Regions from separate parts of the Zea mays genome. Here region 1 is linked to region 2. The links are chromatin contacts, called in public Hi-C maps. All regions are on one chromosome and are shown on one strand. Each heading gives the region's core, a stretch centred on a gene start, on an enhancer-like site or on the middle of the called end of the contact. The rest is flanking DNA. Distances are from core to core; before and after follow the strand shown. Region 1 has its middle 75 kb from the start of LOC109940545. Region 2 holds the start of LOC100191527.

Region 1 (5,634 bases), core at 2,327-4,826, 530 kb after region 2:
TAAGTACTAAAGGTAGGTCTTAGAACCTAGAGTGACTTTACTTTTGAAGTCTAAACCCAGTGGAACAATCACAGAGAGGTTGGATTGCCTCAAAACCCTAAGGGATACTTTGGACATGAGCTACATGTACTAAAGTTGAATTGTAGACTAGAGAGTAACTTCGTTTTTGGTGGTAGATGGATTAAGGGGATGAATCCCTGGAAGAAATTGAAACACGGATGAAACTCATTTGGATTGCGAAACTAACCCCAAATGTGGAATTCAAAATCTAGAAGGATTTAGCTAAAAGTCCATATACCAAAGTTGTAGAGCTTGGAAAAGTCAACAACTTTCTTGTTTGAAGATTTCCATGTTATATAGAAGAATTTGGAGTAGTTTGCAAAAGTGCAGATTTGGGACAATTTGGATTCAGCCCAAAATAGTTGCATTTACCTATTTTTGGATCCCTGTAACTTTCAATATGTGGACTTTGGGTAACAAGTTGCTATAGTTAACTTGTAGAGTAACTATAGTAGAACAATTTTTATTAAGTCTACTAGATCTAAAACTATGTGCTACTAGGTGAAAATATTGTCCAAAGATGTGCTGTCAGATATTGGGTTTTCAGACTTGGCCAAACCATTGCAGCTGAATTTTAGTGAGTTTTGTTCAAACTTTGGAGCACTATAATCTGTAAACCATGAGCTTTTAGTTATTGGTCTTTACAGTAAACTTGTAAAGCTACACTACGAGTACACATTTGGTTAAGTAGCATGGCCCTAAGTCTAATTGCAACTAGGACAAAACGCTATCCAAAGTGGGGCTGACAAGTGTTATGGTTTTCAGACCAGGAACAGTAGTCTGCACCTGAAGTTCAGTGTGATGAGTGCTGTTTTGGAGCCTTTTTGTGCCTAATCCATAGGGTTTTGGGATATAAAGTGTATAGAGGAGTTAAGTCCCATATGAATCTTAACAAGATTACCAAATAGAGATGGGCACGATTCTACATAAAATTAGGAGCAAAGTATACCTCAACTTCCTTGGTCAGACCTAAGAGGTGTCGGTTTAGTTGGCTGTTGATGGCAGTTTCAGTATGCTTTTGCCCACCTTTGGATCCTTGTGGTAATTAATCCATGAAGATGCAGTAATGCTATAATAAAATGAAATACCAAGTATAGGTCCACATGTTCATGCCAATAATTGGGCTTGCTACTGTATGAAATTTAGAGAACAGTCTATTGAAAAACCCCCTGTCAGATCGGTGCAGTGCTGTTTCAGTTCACTGAAACTGAACTTTTCTGTGATTTTGCTCTCCTTTGAGGAATCATAACTATGGATCAATGTGTTTTCAACCTGGGGATGTTATACCAAGTTGGTAGAGCATTGGTTGGGGAATAAATCTTGTGAATGAAGATGAATCTGCTGCCATGTAAGTTTGTGAGATAAAGAGGACCAAACAGGAATGAGTGAAATGGAGCAGCAGGCCTGGTTGCAGTTGGGTTCAGATTTTTCTTCAGATTTTGGAACTTCCTTATGGCTGATCTGTGGGGTTGTGGATTATAATTTTTTCAGCAAAAAGTTAGAGGGTTGGTGAACACAACTCCTTAAGGTTGGTCCTCCTGTTGTTGCTTAGCAACTGGGAGAATTTAAGGGGTTAAACAGGATGATGTGCAGGGGGCAATGGCGTGTGGGTTCAGTGATTCAGGGTTTAAGTGGGGTAACTGAAGAAGATTACCTTGTCACTGCTGGTTTCCCTAATAGGTGTGAGTTGATGGTATGGAGGTGGTGCATAGCCAAGGGGCTAGAGATCTCAGCTCTGCTGGAAGTATCCAAGTTGGGATTGTTTTGGTGAGCTGTAAGTAGTGAAGCCCTATTTGCTGGCTTTGGCTGGAGTGAACTGCACAACAAAGGTTGTAGTGGCTTCACCCCCTGTAAAATATCAGACCTGGGACTTCCCTTGTACTTAGCCACAAGTGGTGTTTCCAGCTACCCTTCTCTTATCTGCTCCTTCTATTGCCTTTGTTCCTGGATAAAAGAGACATTTGGGTACTATGCTGTGAACCAGTCTTGGTTCATTGTCCTGGCTGAGTTTATGGACTGATGAGGTGTATGTGCTTGTTTTCCACGTGTTGGAGTCATGCAGTGCTGTCACCATAGGAGTTTCTCTCCACCAGATGTTGAACAAGTTCAGTGAACCTCCGCTTTTGCCTACTTATTCAGTGTGCTGTGCTCAGCTTTGTAGCTTGCTAGACTCTGATTTCTGGGGATGTGAGCCATACCTTCTGCACCAAAGATGAGTCCATAGGTTTGTGATCAAAAGTATTTAAGCATGATAGATTTGATCCTGAACAGACTTGGGAGTAAACCTGGTTCTAAATTAAGCTGTCAGACTGGTAAGGTCTGAACCCTTGCACAGTTAGCTGAAAGTTGAATTTCTGTGGATTTTGCTCGAATTTGGAGGTTCGTAGTAACAAACCCATGGAGTTTTGGACTGGGGGTTCTATAGTAGAATGAAAAACATGTTATGGTGAGCAAGTTCCTTAAGGTGAGTGGGGGTTGGTGCTGCACTGAAAGTAGAGTAAAATGTCCCAAACTTTTCTCTCAGTCAGGTAGGTTCAGATTAACTAAACAAAAATGCAGTATAGATGGATAGTAAAAATAAAATGTTGAACTCAGTGAGTTCAGTGTCGACCTGAAACTTGGCAAAAGATCTAAAGTCCCTGTTGTGGGACTGTTGTCTTTGGTCAGTGGTGATGTGGATTGGTGAGGGTATGGATAGCCTTTGGGACTCGAAACATCTGAAGCCACTATGGATGACTAAGTTATATGTTTGCCCTCTGTTGAAACACCGTTGATCTCCATCCACTGCCTCACTGTGGCTTGGTCGTGCATGGTGTCTTGGGGCTGTGGCCTCGTGTCCACTGCATGCAGTGAGCTAGTTGCTCCACGTGTGCTTGAGTATTGGGGCCCATGTCAAATTCATGCAAGTACTGGTGATTCCACGTCTGCCATCGTGATAAGAACAAACACCGTGCAGCGCGTCTTCCCTTTTGCCATGGCGTAGTGTAGAAAACTTCACTGCCTTCATGTGGTCATTAACCAAGGTTGGCGAGTAGCTCATTTGTCCATGTTCCCGTGTCGTGATGACTTGTGCTATGCCGTTCATCTTCCCTCAGCCGCCCTTTATGCCATAGTCTGCTTTCAGCTGGTGACCGTACCCTGCACCTCTCAACCCCACCGTGGTCGGGTCGTCTCGAGGAGTGGCTCGCCCGTGTCGGTCGCGTTTGGTAATTCCCTTAAGCCAGTGAAGCTCGTGGTACTTTCCTTTTCAGCTCTACTGCCGTATCTCATCGTGAACGCCGCGGCGCCGCTGGTGAACGCAGCTGGGATCGGCCTTGCCGTGGCGGACCTTGTTTGGGGGCAGTCGCGTGTGGGCTCTTGGGTTCGTTTTCTCCGTAGTGGGTCGCTAATGCCTTCTACGCCGTGGTTGGGAGCCCTACGGCGCCGCTGTCTCGGCTTGACACCATCGGAGTTGGGCGCCGCCGGCGCGCGCAGAGGCAGCGTGGGCGCATGTGGAGCCGGAGCCTAAAGCGTAAGCGCTTCTTCAGTGGTCTGGTTTTGCTTAGAGTTGGGCCGGTTGAGTCAGTTCTGGCCCGCCACTATTCATATGTTTTAGCATTTTTTTCTGCCCGATGTCTGTTTTTTGGGCCAGAAATTGTGGAAAGGTACTAAAATAATGAAACAAGTTTTGTCAGGTGGGTAAATTAGTAGAGTTCCAGGTAAAAATAGATTTCAAGTTTTTGTACCAAAAAGATATTTTTAGAGGAATAAAAGGTGCCTTAAAATGCTTATCTGAAATTTTAGTAATAAAAATAGAGCAATAAAAATTATGAGAAAAAATGTGTAAACTTATGTTGAGCATGTGAACCCTTGGGTAAAATTTGAATGTGTTTGGACAAAATTTTCTTAGCAAATTAATTATTGCTCAAAATGGAAAAGAGTTTTACCATGGGTGATTAGTGAAAAATGGAGTTGCTTAGCAAGTTCTGGATGGTTAGATAAGTTCTAAGTATAAGTAGCTCCCTGGTAGTTATGGCTTGTGGTGATAGCTTGTAATTGTAATCTTGTAATGCTTTGTAATACCTTCCTTGCTAGTAGCATATGCACATGCATCCATAACCATGGCATTTCATGTAGAATATCAAGAAGTGATTTGTGAAGGAGCCTGCTCCAGTGTTGTTGATCCAGTGGTGGACTCCATCTAACTGCTTATTGTAATAGAAGATCTCAGATCTCCTCCTGTAATAAGGTAAACCCCGGTGCATTTGCCCATTCCATGTGTTTTAAATGCTTTATCACCTTATATGATGCATTAGGTGATAGGAGTTGTGTGATGAACAATTGATGCATTACCATTCCTTGAAATTTGAATACCATACCTTGATCCCTGATTTATAAAAAGAACTGATAATGCTTAGCCCTGCTTAGAAACAGGAAAATCCTTTGTTTTCAAAAAGAATGATGCGGAACATTGGTTTTGGACTTTTTGATTCAACAATCAAAACAAACTAAGGTCATGAATCCTCTATGGCCGGAGTGGGCTCATCACTCTCAAAGAGTATCCATGTCGGGTACCAAAATGGGGAAAGGGTTTGAATAAATCTAGACCAGACGCTGAGTAGACAAGGTCGCATGTCTGTGTCGATTAAGGATCGTATCGTTGATTGGCCTGTTGTGGTTGAGACTTTGCAACTAGCCACATATCCTGGTATGGGACAGGGTAAGCTTGAACCCAGCTATTCCATACATGAAGATACAATCGTGCACTGGGAGTGAGAGATGGCAGGAGTAGCATATACCCTCCTAGCATAGTAGCACTCCTAGTAGGGTAATGTACTCTCGAGTGGCGCGGACATGTTCATGTAGTGGAGGACTCCGTGGGAACGGTTGACATATGCAAGGCGAGAATCCTCCGGCCAGGTGGCGGAGTGCACCCGCCCTGATCCTCGGATGAGGAGTAGGCCTTGGTGATTGCTTGGCCTTCTAGATGAACACAAGAACACAAGGGTTTAAAGTGGTTCAGGCCACTGGAGCGTAATACCCTACATCTAGTGTGTGTTGTATTTCTTGAGTACTGAGGAGTTGAAGGTCTGAGTGTAAGTTGACCTCCCCTGCTATGGAGCAAGTGCTCTCCCTTTTATAGTCTAAAGGAGGCACGTTACAAGGGCGTTCAGGCCCTGACTGGTGGGCCTAGGAGAGTTTACAATATCGAGTGGAAAACAACTGGATAGAGCTAATAACGTTGGATCTTGTATACCTTCTTGGGCGATGCGTGATCTTTTAGTGTCCTTATCCTATCATCTTGTCCCGCCTAATCGGAACACATGCCTTGTTGTAGGTTGTGGCGTAGCCTGGTACGTTGCCATGCGTAGGGTGTAACAGATGGTGTCATATTGTCCCCTCCACCTGTCCCTTCATGCCTCGGTAACGCACAAGGAACAGTAGAAGTCATAATGAACGACACCCAAAAGGCGCATTGGGTCAATGCCCTTGCCTCGGTAACATACGGGTAACAGTATAAACTTGTACGTTACAGGCACGCCACACACATTTAATGCCAAGGATACGTTTACTTGCAACTAATGCAGGCAAGCA
Region 2 (5,226 bases), core at 2,563-5,062:
GTTTATAGCAGGTGGAGAAGTATTCCTTAGAAAGACACCGAACATATTCGGTGTGGCTACCACTAGTGCACTGACATGTTTGATGCCCTCGTGGCTACCTGCTTTTTGAAAATGGCTAGTTGAACCCTTTCCTTTATAAATAGAGGGGTGGCCAGTTGTTAGTAATAAGAGAATACCTCGAGACTGTGTTGCTCAACTTTTATGCTTATCTTAGGGCCTCCACTCACATACGATTGATAAAGATCACATCAATTTCTAGTGCATTGGATTGAGTGGCACTAGGTGGTCGAGTTGCAAGCCTGTGGTGCTCATTACTCTTGAATGTTGCCACCTTCTAGTTGGCTAAGAGGTTGTGGTTGTATAGAGGCCCACACGAAGTTATGCATGTCTCTAGAGAAGGCTTTGTGAGAGGTACTATGCTCACCCTACGGGAGACACGAAGAAAAACACTAGTAGAGTGAGGTGTGAAGAGCAACAAGTGGTCTAGTCAGATCAAGTACTAGAACTTTTGTGCAAGCACTCCACATGGGAGAGGATGATTCATGGGTCACCACTAGCATTAGGATTGACGATTACCATTGGGCTTGTCACAATAGGGAGTAAGTGGTTGGTAAACCGCCGAACCTCGAGACAAAAATCATCGTGACAATATTTGTCTTTCCATTAGTTTGTAAATCCCTAACACTAGCTTGTATCACTTGTTCATACTTGTGCTCATGTTTAGTGTTGTTCTTGTAACTAGTTTACTTGTGTAGTAAAGAAGTTGCTCTTGTGCTAGTAAGCTTGCATAGCTTAACAACTTTGCTTGACTTGCATAGCTAACTTTTGTTTCGCTCTCCAGTTTAGCTTGTGTAACTTTACTAGTTGAGTAATCCTAATGTACGCTTAGGCTTTGTGAACTTTGCTCACTGTAAGAGCTCTCCATTTATTTGAGTACTAGTTGCATAGTCTTGTGTGACCATGTTAACTAGACCTGTATAAGTGAGATCTACCTAGCTTGACACCTTAGTTGCTAAACTAGAATCGTTTAAAGTGCTTGAGAACATAGATAGAGGGTTATAGTCTTGGATAACCGAGTAGTTTAATTCCATATTTATTTCAGTTACCCGACATATTTAAGATTCACAAAGGACTATTCATCCCCTCTAGCTTGTCATCTTGACCCTGTACTTTGGCTCTAATTATGCTTTTTAGTGCAGTAGTATCGTTGGAGCTTTACAAAACCTCACATTGACATGACCAAACATTTTCTTTGTGGTGAATAAGATCTATTAATATCTTCATGCTCATACTATAAACCACTGGACTGCCGCCAAGTATATTATAAGATATATCAAACATTCAGCTGTTGCTGGCGTCATGTTAAGTAGGTCCAAGCCAATGTTGGATAGGGCCATTTCACATGCTGATTGAGTCAGATGCTCAGATGACAGAAGGTCTACTGGTGGTTCTATGGTCTTCCTAAGACCGTTTCTTATATCATGGTGTGCCAAGAAACAAGTGACTATGTCGAGGCTCGAGATCAAACACATAAATAGAATGTAAGGTTAAAGTCAATGCTACTGTAGAGGTGATGTGGATACAAATAGTGATGCAGGAAATTAGAGTTCATGCGCCTAGAGGAGCAAAGTTGTGGTGTGTGGTAACATAGGGGCTAAGCATTTCTATGCTAATCTAGTCTTTCGTGCACGCATGAAACATATCGAGATTGATTATCATTTAGTTCGAGGAAGAGTTACAACGAAGCTACTGGAAATTAACTTTGTCTCCTCAAACCGCATCATGTTAGAGATGGTTCTATCAAGCCCTTAACAGTCAGACATTGTACGCTAGGAGCCAGTAGCGAAGGGCAAAGAAAAAATATGGTATGGCTGAAAAATGAAATTTGCAAGAATTCAAAATCTAAATCGAACTCAAGTCCTGCTGCTAGAATCGAGGTAACACATCCACCACATTGCGTCTTGTTTTGTGGTTATAGTGGAAGATATAAGAGTTTTTAAAAGTAAGGTATGACTGATGTCACACTAAACCATCATTGTTCTTCCGCCACTGCTGAGAGCAAAGACGTGTGTGCAGCTAGAACACACCGTATCTCCTCTGATTTCTTCCGGTTTCAATATAGTTTGACGCTTGCATTGCCATGCATGGAATAAACAAAACAGCTGCACCGCGCGCGAGCCCCTGTCGATCGATTTTGCATGTAGTGCGTCGCATGCAAGAAATTGATCTTGAGACGAGCAGAGGAGGTTAGGTAGAATAAATATATACTCCTTTCGTTTATTTTTAGTTATCGCTCAGCGACAACTAAAATGAAACGGACGTAGTGCTGTGGATGGATATTTTGCTCGCTCGTCGGACCTGCCGGCAGCTGCGGCGTCGCCGTTGCGGCGGGTCGCGTCCTCCTCCCTCTCGCCGGGCTGGGACGGCCGGTCGTTCCATCTGCGCTGTTGCAGCATCCCAAAGGAAGCTACCGAGACCAACGTGCCACCAAACACGCCACTAGCTAGCTAGCTATAGCTTGGCCAGAATTTCGTCGCGTCGTCGTCCATGTCCATGGCATTGGTGCGTGACAACCACCGAGTTGGTAAAGCGCCTTTTCATCGCAAAGTCTAGCTGACTGTGCTTCATTTTCAAGCACAAAAATAAAACCGTACTGATGGCTATGATGTGATACTGAATTTTAGGGCAACGTCTCGCAAACTTTTTAGGGCATGTTTGGTTTATTTAGTGCAAAGGACTAAAGTTTAGTCCAATGAATCATAGAAAAACCAAAATATCCCTTACAATTCTCCCGCAATTGAAAAAATAAGGACAAAAATGTGATATTAATATGATTTAGTCTCTTTTAATTATTTGTCGAGGAATTAAAGACTAAAACAGTTCAACCCCTGTTTTAGTTCCATCGTTAGACAATTTAGAGAATAAATAGAACCAAAATTAAGGTACTAATATTTAGTCCCTCAAACTAAACGGGGGCGTTGACGACGATCCGTATCTGAGAAAAGTTATATAAATTGGTAGCACGAGGAGATAGGTCGGTGCTACTGCATTTCTTAATTCATCATGTAACACACTTCAAATCAGAAAAGGTAAAAACAGATGTTGCCATGCAGAAAAAATATAATGTATTTGTACGCTAGTACTAATCAAGTATATATATAGCTAATATATAACCGGTAAGGTGGAAATAGAAACCACCAGCATACTAATCTATTATAAAATGTGGACTTAGAGCCTGTTTGGGAGGGCTCTCAAACCGGCTCCAGCTCTTGAAGGATCTCAACAAAAAGCATCGAGGAGCCGGAGCTATTTTTATAGAGAGGAGCATTCTCTCATCTCACGTCGAGAAAAGCCGTTTTGCCAAATAATTTGTTAAAATACACTGATTTTTATAAAAAAGTTGTTTTTAAGAGAAAGTAAAGCCAGAGTCATTTTTAGAGAAGCCGGAGCCATGCTAAACGGGACCTTAATTAGATTCGGAACACGAGGGAGTAGCTTACGTAACTATTGGAGTTCCTCTAACTGTGGCTGCACCGCACCAATGAATGATTATTACCTAGGGGCTGCTTAACAATATACGTCACCTTTTTCTTTCGAGAAAAAGCTAAGCAATGGATTATATTTGCGGCAAATTATATAAAAAAGGCCCTCACCAACTCTCTCACTACTTTGTTCCCCCCACATGTTTGTTTGGTACAAAGCGATGTTTCCATCTGCCCATCCTTTTCTTATGCTCACCAAAGCCTCGCGCCACCCAGCCGCGGACGCGGAGAGACGAAGCTACATATACGCTTGATGTTTTCGCGAGGAGTCAGTGCATCGAAAATTTGGTCGAAATAAACAAGCAGAGCAGAAAACCCCCCACACGCTTTAGTTGGCCGTCCGTCCGTCCGTCTCTGAGGAGCACACAGCAGTCGATTTTAAACTGCAGCTACAGAGGTCAGGTCAGGGGACACAGCCTGAGCGGCTGGCTGGCGGGGGCTAGCGAGCGGCGCCACAGCGCAGCACGCAGAGAGCCAGGGCGGCGGCCATGGCGAGCGCGGCGAGTGGCGGCGGCGGGTCGCTGAAGCGGATGGGCCCGCTCCGGGTACAGTACTACATCGTGATGGGCGCGGTGGCAGCGGCGGTGGTGCTGGCCACGCTGCGCTACATGCCGGGGCCAGCCGTCCCGGCGACCACCGCCCGTACCAGCGGAGGCGGCGTCGTGCGCTCGGCCCCAGCAGCCGCGGCCGTCCCTGTGCCCGTGCCCGCCGTGGAGGTAGAAACGGGGGAGGATGAGCAGGCGCAGAGGAGGAGGAGGAGGAGGAAGAAGAAGGGTGACGGGGTCGTGCTCTTCAACTTCGGCGACTCCAACAGCGACACGGGCGGCGTGGCGGCGGTCATGGGGATCCGCATCGCGCCGCCGGAGGGCAGGGCCTACTTCCACCACCCCACGGGGCGGCTCTCCGACGGACGCGTCATCCTCGACTTCATCTGTGAGTCCATGCCTCTACCTAGCTAGCTAGTAGTTCAAATCCCCCTCCCTCTCGATTCGATTCCATGGTTCCATCCATCCGTGCATCCCCCCTTCCTTCCTTGCTCTTCCTCGATTAATGACGAATTCGCAGCGCTGTTCGGCCGGCTTCCTTCCCGGCGACGCGCGCATAGCACAGCCCCAGGCGCAGAGCCATCCGAGACATCGTTTGCCGTTGCGATTGGCCGCGCCATTAGCGCTGGATTAGCAGGTTGCGCGGCGGGCATCAGTGCGCACGGCGCCGAGGCCCAGGCGGCCAGGACGAGCAAATATCGCCTGTGATTTGTGTGCCCGCGTGTAGGTGTCGCTGAGCTGCGTCTGCTTGCACAGCCCACGTGCTTGAAATCGAAATGCTCAAACACACATATTTTTTCAGAGAAGAATCAAGAATGTCTGGAGTGCAACAAGAATTTGAAGGTGGTGTATAGAATATCGAGAGCAAATGTTGTCGGTAGATTTATTTTATTATTATTACTACTATTATGGAGAAACAATGGCTCTCTTCCTGTGATAGTGTAGCAGTAGTACTGGAACAATCCAGCGTAGCGTGCCTTGTAGTCAGAAAGAATATTTCGTAGAATCATATCAGTCAGCGTGGCGCTCCCGGAACAAACAGCCAAACACCATGGCAGCGGGCAGCGGCAAACGGGTGCGACGCGAGGTCGAGGTGGTTAGCGCGCCCGGCCGGAGCTGGACGCCGCCGACGGGATGGG

Evidence for each region. A called contact is a pair of places that touch in the nucleus more often than the background predicts.
Region 1: a Hi-C map of ear shows a contact between it and region 2, with 3 times the contacts expected there. The contact joins the enhancer-like site here to the promoter of LOC100191527 in region 2. A contact is called at or near these places in 2 of 25 Hi-C or Micro-C datasets (ear and tassel).

Annotation. Positions count from the first base shown.
Region 1 is chr6:136,748,520-136,754,153 of Zm-B73-REFERENCE-NAM-5.0, forward strand. No RefSeq gene overlaps it. Among protein-coding and RNA genes, the nearest start is that of LOC109940545, 75 kb to the right of the region's middle. Within about 2 kb of position 3,577, at least 8 of the 20 cell types and tissues checked have an H3K27ac peak or open chromatin away from gene starts, as enhancers often do. A contact at or near this core is called in ear, where this site is marked.
Region 2 is chr6:136,214,357-136,219,582 of Zm-B73-REFERENCE-NAM-5.0, forward strand. LOC100191527 reads left to right here and starts at 3,813. Exons shown (of 5, transcript NM_001406549.1): 1 at 3,813-4,475. The coding sequence starts at 4,031.